2 separate regions of the Podarcis muralis genome follow, and region 2 is linked to region 1. A link is a contact called in public Hi-C data. All regions are on one chromosome and are shown on one strand. Each heading gives the region's core, a stretch centred on a gene start, on an enhancer-like site or on the middle of the called end of the contact. The rest is flanking DNA. Distances are from core to core; before and after follow the strand shown.

Evidence for each region. Hi-C and Micro-C count contacts between places; a contact is called where the count stands out from the background.
Region 2: a contact with region 1 is called in a Hi-C map of blood, with 2.8 times the contacts expected there. The contact joins the promoter of TEAD3 here to the promoter of LOC114599197 in region 1. A contact is called at or near these places in 2 of 3 Hi-C or Micro-C datasets (blood and tail).

The regions. Positions count from the first base shown.
Region 1 is chr5:54,891,257-54,898,013 of rPodMur119.hap1.1, reverse strand. It overlaps LOC114599197, which reads right to left and starts at 3,658. Exons shown (of 16, transcript XM_077928851.1): 1 at 1-3,658. It overlaps RPL10A (ribosomal protein L10a), which reads right to left. Exons shown (of 6, transcript XM_028733934.2): 4 at 6,756-6,757; 5 at 5,077-5,249; 6 at 3,797-4,039. The coding sequence ends at 3,869.
Region 2 is chr5:55,079,949-55,086,705 of rPodMur119.hap1.1, reverse strand. TEAD3 (TEA domain transcription factor 3) reads left to right here and starts at 2,630. Exons shown (of 15, transcript XM_028733952.2): 1 at 2,630-2,997.

The DNA of each region.
Region 1 (6,757 bases), core at 2,409-4,908:
TTCCTCAGGCAACCAAGTGGCTAAGGGCAGCCTTGCTTTCTGGCTAATTTCCACCCCTCCACCTCCAGCACTGAACTAATCCACAACATAGCTGCTCTTGCCAACTAACCTCATCCCTCCCCCATCCATTCTCAAAGCAGCTTTGTTGCTTTTGATCAGACTTAAGCTACAGTGATGCCTGTGCATAAGGATAAGCAGAGATTGTTTGACTGGCCAGAAAGGAGCTTCACCGGCTCCTTAGTGTCACACACTCAAGACCATGTCAAATCAGATGTGAAGGTGCCCTGCTGAAACTCAGCAAACAGGGCTGCTGGGTCGCCCTGAAACTTCTGCATCTTACTCCCTTTTATGCCTGCAAAGCAAGCACCCGTGGAACGTGCAGGGTTTTGACATTACTCAAATAAGAAATAGGATGTTTCTCCAGATTCTGCACCTTCCCTATTGGCACAGCTCCCCAAATTTATTTCTACATGTAGGTACGGCAATAAATATATAATTGAAATGTATACAACGGAGGTTTTTCCTCTCTCGTAACACTAGACTCGAGGGCATCCAATGAAGCTGAATGTTGGAAGATTCAGAACAGATAAAAGGAAGTGCTTTTCCACACAGTGCATTGTTATGGAACTTGCTCCCGCAGGAGGCAGTAAAGGCCAGCAACTTGGATAACTTTTAAGAGGATTAGACAAATTGATGGAGAGGGGTATTGCTGGCTGCTAGCCATGGTGGCTATATGCTCTGGCTTCACAGTTGCAGCCATGCTTCTGAATGCGTTGCTGAAAACCACAGGAGGGGAGAGGGCTCTTGTGCTTGAATCCTGCTTGTGGTTTTCCCACAGGTACCTGGGTGGCCTCTATGAAAACAGGATGCTGGACTAGGTGTGCCATTGCCCTGATCCAGCAGGCTCTTATGTTATTTTTGTTCAGCCATACCAAGACTGCCATACAATTAGGATAAAATTAAGACAAGATGAAACTGAACACCCTAATTACACAACTGAATATGATTTGCATTTTGGGTCAATTTCAAGTACATGGATATGAGCTACTGTAATTTTTTGTTTTGACATCATTCAATGCAAAAATTGTCATTTGCTGGTGAACTTCCTGGATGCTATTTGAAAACAGATTATTAAATTTCAGCATATTATCCCAAGCTTCTTTCCTAGTTGAAGGATGAATCTGTTCTTGATTTTGTTTCAGTATTGGAAAACAAAACATTATAAATCTTCCATTTCCCATTCTATATGGTGCCAGATTATATGAAATATGACTAATTCTTTAATCCAAAATGACAAAATAGTATTAACTGAAACCTCAAAAGTGTGTAAGCTTTCCTCATAGGTACCCTATTTAAGGTGATGGAAGAGATTTCCATGCTGTGTTGATACTTAAACCAGGCTGTACTCCGCAACAATTCTAACTGAAGTCACAGATGATAAAACGCAGTGCAGGTTTCTGCCAGCCTGTACTTGAAATCTAATTTGGCAACAGACCTCTTGACTCCATAGACTTAAGTTATTGAAAACCCACAAATCGTCTCTTATTCTTTGAATCTGAACACAAACTACAAAGGTGCATTGAGCTCGTATTTCTATCTGCAAATTCCAGTTTGAATTCTAAGAAAAACCTGACGGCTTTGTGAAATATATTCACAGTATTTTATAAAAGAAATGACTAAGATTTGAGATCGTCAAATCTCTGTTATTTAAAAGTTATGGATGTAGTTACGACAGTAATTTTATGAATTTGTAGAAGCTGCATTCCCCAAACACCCATCAGATTTTCAGTGTCTTGCTGAGGTCTGCTAAACGCTTTTATTTTTGCATTACTGTACCATCTGTTCCATAGCATGGATGTAGGCACTGTACATATGTCAGGACTTTGAGCAAATAACCCCAAGCCACATAAGGCAAGGCCCACTTGGCACAGAGGCCAAATATACACAATTTTCATGTATACACAGAACCTTTGGAGCAGGAAACACCCCCACCCATTCTACTACAAATTTGATTTTTTTTTTGCAATGTGACTGCACTGTACTACAAATTTGTGTAAATCTCTGCCTAGGCCAGAGTGCTTTCCGATTAGCGGACAAATATCTTGCTGGGTCATTGTAACTCTGCAAAGCAGTATTTCTTTGCAGAGATCTTGCCAGTTTTAAACCCTAAACTGATTCTGAAGACTATTTTTTCTTCTACAAAGTAAAAGGTGTTAAGTTGCTCCAAAGCCACAGTGAGAGGCTGCTGACACACAGCGGGCTGCCCTAAGTGAAAAATGAGGCTGGAACTGTTGCCAAGCCCGCTGGTTGCTTCATATTTGAATGTCCTGAATTTGCTTTTTACCTATTTAGAAAGAGTATGATTTTTATTTTTTGTTTATCTTATGACAGAAGGTTAATTAGTTTATTGGACCAGTCAGTATGATTTTGTATTTTTTGTATCCCGCCCCCCCCCCCCCGCTTATTATTACTTTGTTCTGTTCTGAAACTGAAAATACTCAAATGAAGAGCAGGCTAAAAATACTGTAAATAAAATATTCAAAGTTAAAAGAGTAGACCCATTAATAAGTAAGTTTACTTCAATGGGTCTACTCACGAGTATAACTTAGCTGGTTATCACCTACTGTCCAGATCACTAGTATACTATTTCCATTCTATTCTGCACTGGTCAGGCTGCATGTCCTCTTCTGGAAACATTTTAAGGACACTGAGCAATTGGAGTGTGTCCAGATGAAAGCAACCAAGAAGATTAGGAATCTGGAAACCAAATTTTAGGAGTAAGTTGTAAGTATATCATACTGATCATGGCAAGATGAAACTAAATTTTTCCAAGTATAAGACTAGGTTTTTGCCTTTAAAAATGTCAAAAAATTAGGGAGTGTCTTATACACTGGGCCATCTCCCCCCATTATCTGAGTCCCCCAAAATAGGGGGCATCTTATAGACAGAAAAATATGGTACTCTATGCTCCATAGTGAGGTGGAGACAGTGGCACATTAAGAAAAGCTTCAGCCCACAAAATTGGGTGCCTTCAGCAGCTCAGGTGAGTTTGGCTACTGGGAAGAACAAACTATAGGACATCCTATCCCCATCTTTGCTCTTCTTGAAAGGAGAACATTCTCCATCCTCTGAAATCCTGGCGCCACTGCCAATCAGTAAATATATTACTGAGCTAGATGGGCTATTCTCGTCTGACTCTGTATAGGGCAGCTTCCTTTCCCACCCTCAGCCTCCCAATGGCACAGAACCTAAATACCTCAAGGACCACCTCCACCCATATAAATCGACCCAGACCCTGCATTCATCATCCAAGGTCCTTCTTTGTGTGCCTCCTCCACAGTAAAGAGGCATGGAGGGTGGCAACCCAAGAATGGGCCTTCTATGCAGCAGCTTCTTGAAACGCTATCCCCAGGGAGGTTTGTCTGGTGCCTTCATTGTGTATCTTTAGGTGCCAGACAAAATGTTCCTCTTCTATCAAGCATTTAGCTGATTAACATTCTACAGCCTTTTAAATGTGGTATTTTGAGGGGGGGTGTCCTTATTTTGTTGTTTTAGTTTTAACTATTTGTGCTTTTACATTGCATTTTATCCTGTGAGCCACCCTGAGATCTTGTAAGGGCAGTATATAAATCAAATAAGTAACAATTGCTCTATCTCCAAACCCCTTGACATTTTTCATGCTGGAAAGGACCTGTGTGCTACCAGTCCTTGGCCTTCTCAAGTGTTCTGTGCATTCCCAACACTGTTACCATGCAGGGGAATCTCTGCTTAACAGAAAACGACAAGTATTCAGAGATTCTAGGTACTAGGACTTTTATAAAGCCAAAATCCACACATGTTAAGGTAGTCAAAAATAATTATATTTTCATCAGTAAAGGCGCTGGGGTTTCCCCATGGTACTCTTGATGTACAAGGCCCGCACATTCTGCCAATTTTTCTTCAGCAAAGAGACCAAGAAGTTGATGGCCAGATGAATGTTGTAGACTAACTCATCCTCAGTCATCTTCACATGCCCAACAGCCACAGCCAGACAGAGCACCTGAGAGGACACAATAAAGTATTTACTCATTCAGTTGTCTCAATAAGATAAAAGTGGTTAGGGCTTGGGAAAACACAAGCATACAACAAATCCATTCAAGTTGTTATCCCAAATGTCACAAGTCTTACAGCAAGGCCTCACCCAAGTGAGCAGAATAATTGGGGTGGGGAGATGGGTTGTCCCAATACAGTGGTACCTTGGTACTAAAATGGCTTGGCTCCCGAACACCGCAAACCCGGAAGTGTGTGTTCTGGTTTGCGAATGTTTTTCGGAACCTGAACATCCGGGCGCGGCTTCCGATTGAACGCAGGAAGCTTGTGCAGCCAATCAGAAGCCGTGCCTTGGTTTTCGAACCGTTTCGGGGGTCGAACAGACTCCCATAATGGGTTAAGTTGAGAACCAAGGTACCACTGTACTTATCCTGTTCTGTTACATAGCAAACTGCAATGGCTCACACAGGATGAATTCCTAAATAGTTACTAGGGAATAAACTCTAGTGAACACTGTGGGCCAGTCACAAAATGGCTGCCACAAGGGCATAACACAACACAAAATGGTTGCTACATCTAAAAGAGCAGAATAAGCTCACAAAATGAAAAAGGCAAAACTACCACCAATCACCTGCCCCACTAAGCAGGAAAAGGAACCTGCATCAGCTACCACTGAATTTGATGACAGAGAGAAGTTATTTTTCACCACTTTAAGGAAGGGTGCTATTTTGAGAGAAGGGTGGTATATAAATCTAATTAACAACGAGAGACTGAGCCAGTGCAATCAGCTGGAAGAACTAAGCTGGAAGAGGTCTCCTTCTGTATTGTGGATTTTTGAAGAGATATTAACAGACTTTTTGTGGGCCTAATAGGAGTACAATAGTACTCTAAAAATTCAGCCATTCATAAGCCAGATTTGTGTATCTGTAAATAAACCTTACCCAGGGAAATGCAACCAAATTCAGTCAAGTAAAGACGACTATCAAGTTCTTTACCTTCAGTACTACATCAGAAAATGGAAATATTTGTGCAATTAAAGAAAATTACCTTTTTCATTTGAAACTTTATTGTGGATTTGACCTCATCAATCTTTGCCACCATGTTCTCATTGTGAGTGAGGAGAGAAGGAAACTTGCCAGCTTTGTTCAGTCCTGGCCCCAGGATTCGAGGAATCTGCTTGATCAGGGACTCGGAGGCCAAGAAAGCATCATACTTCTTGGCTGTAAAAAAACAGAAGAATGAGCATCAAGACCACCTGAGGCCCACCTCAAAAGCTTGCAAAGCAGACATCTTCAAATCACCAATGAGATACTTTCCTACTTTTTAAGGGAAATTCAAACCAGAGGTTAAATAAAACCTGAAATGAAAACGAGAACTAACCTAACCATATCCAACAGGATCCCAAGAGAAGCAGTTTGGGTTCCATATTCTTTAGTTCATTTTCAACTGTATGACAAAATTTAATTTGCAGATCATGAAAACAAAGCCTTCAATCCAAAGGCTTATGTAAGGAGTTATGTTTGCACAACAAGACTTCTGAGCATTCTTGCTGCACCAGTTAGATAAGATGCTCAGAAAGTTCCCCCAACATAGCAGCCATGTCTGCACATGCTGCTAGCTGCAAACTGTGGTCAGGCAAGTTGGCATGTGTGTTACGAGCTGTGTGCTGGTGCACAGAGCTTGAACTATCTCAGCTTTGCTCCTCCTTTTCTAGGAAAACAAGGCATAGAGTGGCTGGCTGGCTTTAACATTATGTGGGAGACAGTGATCATGGTTTGTTTCTCCCACTCTTATCAACGTTTCCCCACTTTTGACAGTGAGCACTACCAAACAAAAAATCCAATGTTGCTTGGCAGATTTTTGTTCGCATGAGATTTCAGCATCCTCTCCTTAAAAAGGTAAAGGTACCCCTGCCCATACGGGCCAGTCGTGACCGACTCTGGGGTTGCGCGCCCATCTCGCTTAAGAGGCCGGGAGCCAGCGCTGTCCGAGGACACTTCCGGATCACGTGGCCAGCGTGACAAAGTTGCTCTGGCGAGCCTGCACCAGCGCAGCACACGGAAACACCGTTTACCTTCCCGCTATAAAGCAGTACCTATTTATCTACTTGCACTTAAGGGTGCTTTTGAACTGCTAGGTGGGCAGGACGACGGGAGCTCAACCCACTGCGGGGATTCGAACCGCCAACCATGTGATTGGCAAGTCCTAGGCACTGAGGTTTTACCCACAGTGCCACCCGCGTCCCAATCCTCTCCTTACCCAGCACAATTCCAAATTCTGTCCCACAATTCTCCCAACCACCTGGATCAGATTATGCAGATAGTTCAGTTGGTTAGAGCATAGCACTGATAATGCCAAGGTTGCAGGGTTGATCCCCATAGGGGACAGCTGCATATTCCTGCACTGCAGAGGGTTGGACTAGATGATCCTTGGGGTACCTTCCAACGCTATATGATTCTATGATAGGTGGGGGAAGGTTTTTACCTAGGTGCAATTAAGGCATTTTCTGCTTGAAAGACCAAGGATATCTTAACCCTGCCTTATATTTAGCTACTCCTACATAGCTGTCAACTTTTCCCTTTTCTTGTGAGGAATCCTATTCGGAATAAGAGAATTTCCCTTAAAAAAGGGAAACGTTGACAGCTATGTCCTACATGCTAATTCTTATTTGCTGATGTTGTACAATATCCTTGGTGCTTCAGAAGCCCTTTTCCAATTTTGCTCACCT
Region 2 (6,757 bases), core at 1,381-3,880, 190 kb before region 1:
CAATCATCACATGCATGAAGGGCAGAGGAATGTACATGCTGGCCATGCCCCCCCCCAATCCCAGTGTAATCAGTGGCTTCACATTTGGTGTTAGTGTGAAGGACCCCAGGTGCAAACAGAACTACCTGCATGAAGGAGCCCTTACATATGCATGCATATGTGCAGCTGCCATGGGTCTGGACCAGTTAGTATGGCAGTGTGGTATGACCAGTGGGTGTGATCCTGCTGTCCCTCATGTGGGGTGCTAAGTGAGCACACCTTAGAATAGATCATTGTACAAGTTCCACATGTTGATTGTGCATCCTTTATCCTTAATCTATTACCCATCAATATCACTGAGGTGACTCTTAACTAGGGGAAGGCCTCAACCGGAAGGAGATGGTGAAGATGTCCTATATAAATCTCCATTTGTGATCTCTGCCCCTGAAGAGGTCTGAGTAGCATTGCAAGGAAGGATCCTGTTCCAAGAGCTAGAAACATAACATAAGCAAAAGAGACGCCTCTCCAAGCAAACTGAATTTCAAAAGTGGAAGATAAGCAGAGATGTTTTATTATGTTTTTATATATGTTGGAAGCTGGCCAAAGTGGTTGGGGCAACCCAGTCAGATGGGGAAGGGGGCTATAAATAGTAGAATTATTATTATTACTGACTAGAACACCCATATTTTCATAGGAGAAATGTTGGAGGGTATGCGTATGATCTACTTCTTATGGAGCAGGTGGGAAGAATACTAGTATTAGTTGCTTGCCTTTCCTTCTGCCTCCACAAATAAAAGGACTTGTAGGGGAAAGACAAATTGTTTTTGTTAAGTTGGTCGTTCAGGGGAAGCGGTTTGCAATATTCCCGAGGGAGGCACCCAGGCTCCAGTCAGCTATGGCCTTCCATAGAATTCATCAATGGGTTTTATGAAGCGATGTGTCAAGGAAGCGGGGGGATGAATTGGCTAGATGCATTTCGGGCTGAGGGTCTGGAAAGGAGAACGGGCAGAGGTGTGCAAGGAGAGCGCAGGAGACTCTGGGACACTTGAGGGTAGAAAGATCACCGGCTGGGAAGTAATGAGAAACACGGACAAAAAAGCAAGGTGGAGACACCTCTTTTTCGTGCTCAAATGCTGTACTTCAAAAGCGACTCTTCCAAGCGCGACTGTTCTTCAGAATCCTTATAAAACGCCCCATTCAACCGATTGCATTTGCACGCGTGCCGCAAATTCCACATCGCTTCCTAAGCCTCTGCGTTTTATAACCCGCGTTTTTTCGCTCGTTTGAAAAAAGGCCGGGCGGCCGCTGAAGCAGGAGCGCGCGCGCGAGGAGATTTTGTTTCCCCCTCTACCCCACCCCATGTCGGATCCGTTTCCTTGCAGCCCGCCCCTTGGCGAAGAGAGGAAGAAAATAAGATTTGAAAAGTCTGACCGACTTCCTCTATTGCCGACTGCGGCTTGGTCGGTTTGCAATCGAGCGGTTCCGAGGGAGCGGCGTCCTTTGCGCCCCGTGGCCCCTAGGAGTCGCTGCAGCGGGAGGCTCGGCAGAGGAGCCGCGATGGCCGGCTGGGGAAGCGAGAAGGCCGCTCCTCCGCCCGTGACGTCAGCAGCCGAGCGCTGAGGCTGAGATTTCAGGGCAGGAGGGGCTGCTGGTCGGAGATCCGGCAACGCGCCTCCTCCAGCGGAGGGCGACTCCCAGTGCAGCCGGGCCTCCGCCTCCGCCCGCCCCCGACGCAGGCAGGCGGGCGGGTCGCTTAGCCCCCCTGCGCTCTCCCTGCCACTCCTTGCCCGGGGCTGAAGGAGAGACGAGGCGGTCGCCACCCGCCCAACCTGTTCGCAGACAGGTTCTGCCTGCCCAGGACGACCTCCGCGCTCAGGCGTTCCTCTGGGCTGCGCCTGGGAGAGGGGGCAGGCAGGCGCCCCCACAGCTGCAGCTCATCCCTTCTGGAAAAGTTGCTGTTAGTTGCCCCAAAGAGACCATTCATCCCACGGCTTCCTCTCACGCAAGAGTAAAAACAAAACCCAAGTTCTCCAAACCTGCAGCCTCCAAATCCCATGCATGCTAACAAGGAAAGCAAACTCGCCTTGGAGTGCTGCGCAAATGCGCCTGTTGCTACATTCAAAAGTAGGCCTAGATCTCTCTCCTGTTTTTTAAAAAGTACATTTTAGAGCCGAGCCTCCCTGCAAGGAACTCGGTCCTGAGTGTGTATAGTGTAGTTTGCTCTCTCCCCACTCCCCACCCCGCCGTCCCGCATCCCAACATTTGTTTAAGTGTCAGTCTGAAGGGTCACACGCTGAACTTCCTAGCGAAGGCGGGATTTGAACCTGGAGCTTCGCGGCTGAAGTCAAACGCTCTGTCTCAAGCCATGCATTACTCCCTCAAGGGAAGAAAGATAACTTTGGGGCCCCATTCAACATTTGACCACGAAGTCCACTCCGCCTTATGTACCCACCGGACATGATTCCCCCTTGCAAACAGACTCCCCACCCCCCCACTCTTTATTAGAAGAAGGTGGTTGGCCCTAATGATCCAGCCTTTTCCAGTAAACGCATCCAGTTTCCTTCCAGCCTCCCTCCCGTCCTGCCTCCGGCAGAAAAGCTCCCCCCTCCACCCGAGAAAGCGAAGGCGCGGGGTGGGGGGACGACCCTCTTCCTCAGGTCTCCTCCCCCAGAGATGGTCGCGGGAGGAGGAGGCTGTCCATCGGCGAGAAGGGCGGGGGCTGGCGGCTCCTGCTCTCCTTCCTTCCCTCCCTCCTTCTTTCTCTCCCTTTCCAAGTTTCTGCTCCTCCCTCCTTCGCACAAACTTTCCCGTCGCTCTTGCTCGGCGCCCGGCTAGAGCTTCTTTCGGTGCGCGGCGGATTCCTCAGCCAGCCAGCCAGCCAGCCAGCCGCGCCTCCCCCCCTCTTCCTGCTGCCCTGTCACCTTCTCTCCCCCCCCCCTCACCCAAACGATCCAGAGCCTCAAGCGGCTGCACCGGCGGGACCACCACCCACCCTTCCCCGGACGGAGCACGGAGTAAGTAAGCAAGCAAGCGGGCGGGCGGGCGAGCGCTCCCATCCCGGCCTTGGAAACTCTCCGGGAGAGGAAGGAGAGGATTCGTCTCTATTGCGCCCCCCTTTCCCCACATAGATGTCCCGGGCTGCGGGGGGAGTTTCCCCGCCCCCTGCCCCTTCCCATATTTATCCACCCCCAGACCCAAACCGCGACCCCCCCTCTCCCGCCCATGGAGTTGGTCACGCTAGGAAGAGAAAAGTTGAAGGGGGGGGGAGCCCATTTTCTTTTTACCCCCTTGCCCCCCCCGGGGTTTCAGCCATGCCTTGTTGCGGTTTTCCTCTGGGAAAGAACATTGTATCCACCAGTTTATGTCTATGGAGCCTGTCTTGGGCAGCTACTCTTTCCTTGGGGGCAAGTTTCCCTGCTCTCAGCGAGCTTTGCTGGGAGCTCCAAACCCTTAAAAGAAAAAGGGAAAACAACAAATCCTACACTGTCCTTTTGGGGGTACACTCAGAGATGCCTGACGTCGAAGTCATGGTTCCTGCTCCGTTTCAAGTTTTGAAGTCCGTGGCCTGTAACAGAGCTGAATTAATTTCCTCCTTATATATAGTTATGCTTTGTCCGTCCCAGTTGGTTGTAATCAGAGCCTGTCCGTCTGCCAAAAGGGCTTTCGTGTGTATGATCCAGACTGTATATTGATAACTAGAATGGAGCACATATCTCTGTATAAAAATAGGTTATATAATCTTTCTGGTCTCTCAGGCATCACAGTGTTGCTCTTACAGATATTGTGAGTTTTTAAAAATCTTACAATATTCATATTATTTATTAACATCCAAGAGGAAGTTTTTTGAAGCAGGATTTGTTCTCCAGTGTGCCTGTATCTATCGCCAGCTTGAACCTAGGCCATAGGGCCGCTGTGTTGACAACTCATGGATTGCACAAACACATTTCCTCAATTAATTACCTTTGTGTGTGTTATGTGCGTAATGCTGTATTTCTCACTCGTTGGTCACGTGCGTAAAAACAAATGCTTTGGTAGATTCGTTGTATGTGTAGATTTATGTTGTTATTGCGGAAAGTTACATTTGGAAGTTTATAGTACTGATGTGTGTGAGAGAGAGAAAGAGAGAAGGGGAGGGTGGGGAGAAGGACAAGCAATTTAACTGGGGAGCGGGGAAGGGAGAGGATATGACAACTGTGTTAATATTGAAAACCCAAGATGGGATGGGCTTGACCAGTGTGTTAAATATCCACCCTATATCAGTCATAACAGGGGATCCAGTTCTGACTGATTAGTTCTGGGCAGCTGACCTACAGTGTTAATGGTTTAACAAAGAAATAGGGAAGCTGTGAGATCAGAGGGCAAAGAACTAAAAAGAGAGGTCTCTTGAGGGTTTCCTATTGTCTTGTCATAATCCATGGTATTTTGGTTGTTGCACCAGGGCAGGCGGACTGTGTCAGGCCCTTTCTCCCTTCCATTTAATAGTTTTCTCAATGGCTGCAATGTATTGGAGGCTGCCGCTTGCCTGTTCTTTGTAGAGTTCTTATGGATGTGCAGGAGAACATTAGTGAGGGAAACTGGAGAGTTTCTTCTAGGTCATATACATAGCCTCTTGTGAATAAGGCAAAGCATTATTGAGGAGCTCTTGTATATGGGACTTCTAAGAGGAAGGCACTTTGTACTCCAGGCCACTTTCTGATGGTGAGGCCTTGCAGGCAGGTTGCTGTTTGGTCATGGCTCTGCAGGGCTGGATGTATGGTTGGTCCTGCAGGCCTAGACATGCAAGAGCTTACACCGTTCAAGGGAATAGCTATCTCGAAAACAGCACCTGGGTTGCACTGTATGCTGCTGCATGAAATATAACCTCCCAAATAAAGACATGCTGCTTTGGGGAGATTGTTCCACCATTGTCTTTTAAGCTGTTTAAGCTGTGAAGTTTGTGCCATGATGAAACATAAAGATAATGGGGCTTTTACTTGCTTTTAGGTATGGGGTAGGCGCTTACCTGTCCTGGGAAACTGAGGCAAGGGATTGTGGGCAAGGTTTCAACTTTCCCATGGTGATTGTGAGCAAGACATACAGCCAAGTATAATTGCATGTATCCCAATTTCCTCACAAATCAGTGCAAATTTCCTATGGGTATACTCAAAACAGTATACACACTTATCTGGGAGTAAGCCCCACTGAAAACAACAGGAATTTCTTCTGAATAAACGTATTTAGGATTATGCTGTAATATATTGATTTGAGTGAGTGCTTAATAATTGCAATCACAGTTCCAGCGGATATCCTCCAAATGTTTACTAGTAAACTCGGAGTGATATATTTCATTTCCAGAAAGCCATTAGGCTGCTGTGTTGTTCTAGAAATATTATGGTTTATTATTATGTATTTGTATTATGGAAGCAGAAAAGAGCTATTCTCAGTTTTTACTGGATATCACCCACCCCAAACCTCCTAAGAACAAGTTTGAAGTTCCCTCTCTTTTGTTTCAAAGTACGTAATTGCATTTAGCACCAACAACAGCTGTGTGCTGCCTTTGTAGCCCTGCTCTTCAACCTTAGAAGTGTCTGTATATTAACATGCAAGGCAAGATGGTGATTATTGGGTCATTTATAGCTTCTCCATACTTTCTTATTTATATAAGGCTGAAGGTCTAGTCATAAAAGGTCAGTTGGAGACTTCATAATGATATGCATGCCTGTGGGTCTCTGTGTCTCCAGAAATGTTCTCTTTATGGAGGGTTAACACTGGTGTTGAAACTACGTATGTGTCGTGGGGATCTGAAATCCACTGACTTCCCACATTAGCAAGTTTCAAATCCAATTTTGAACCTGAAGAAGTGACTGTAAACCTTACTAAACTTAAGCCCAAACTTCCTACCTTTTGGTAAGAAAACAAACTTTTCAAGCTGTGAAATTCTTGGATGTGAAACCATAATTTCACTACACCATTTTAATTTTGCAGACATATTGGCTTTCATATTATAAGATTTATAGCTTCGGTTAGAAAGTTTTTACATTACTTTACTAAACACATGATTAAAAGTATTGCTTAAACTTGGAAGTTAAAACACATTAAAATGGTACTGTAGACAAGTTGCTGTATGTTTTGATAGGTGATAGTTGGTGTTTGGTAGTTTACATGCCCGCTGCACCATTTAAAACTTATTTCCACTTTATTAATATTCCAGTTACAGAAAGGGAGTCAAATAGCTGCTAGCTTTAATATTTTCAAAGGCAGAATACTTATTGTCTCTCTCCTACAGAAGAGCAACAAGCTGTAAACCAAAGTACAAATCTTAGTTACAGCTTGTGGTTTGTCTACAGTGAGACAAACCATGAGTCCCCCGTTCAGACAATGTGCTAAGCCAAATCATGACTTAGTTTACACAGTGCATCAGAGGAGGAGGAGGAGCAAAGCGACTGGTTTCTTTGGCAGCCTACATGCTCATGCTAAACCTACTTTCAGGCAGATGTAGGGTTTTGGTCTTAAGCATCCCCAAATGTAAGACACAACCATTTTAAACTGCCAGGGACCGTGTGATTTTTGCCTAGAAGTCTGACTTCAAACTGAGCTAGAAATAATGGCAATTGTCACAATCTGATACATTTTGTGAAACAAGTTTGACAGCTCTTGGTCCAGTTTCCTTGTGAGACCTGTGCTTCTCTTATAGAAACCACCAGTCCTATTGACAGTAACTGACCTTCCCTAATTGCACTTTCAGTAGAGAGCAGAGACTGGATGTGCCAAGGATCTGGAGTCTTCTCCCCTACTTTTG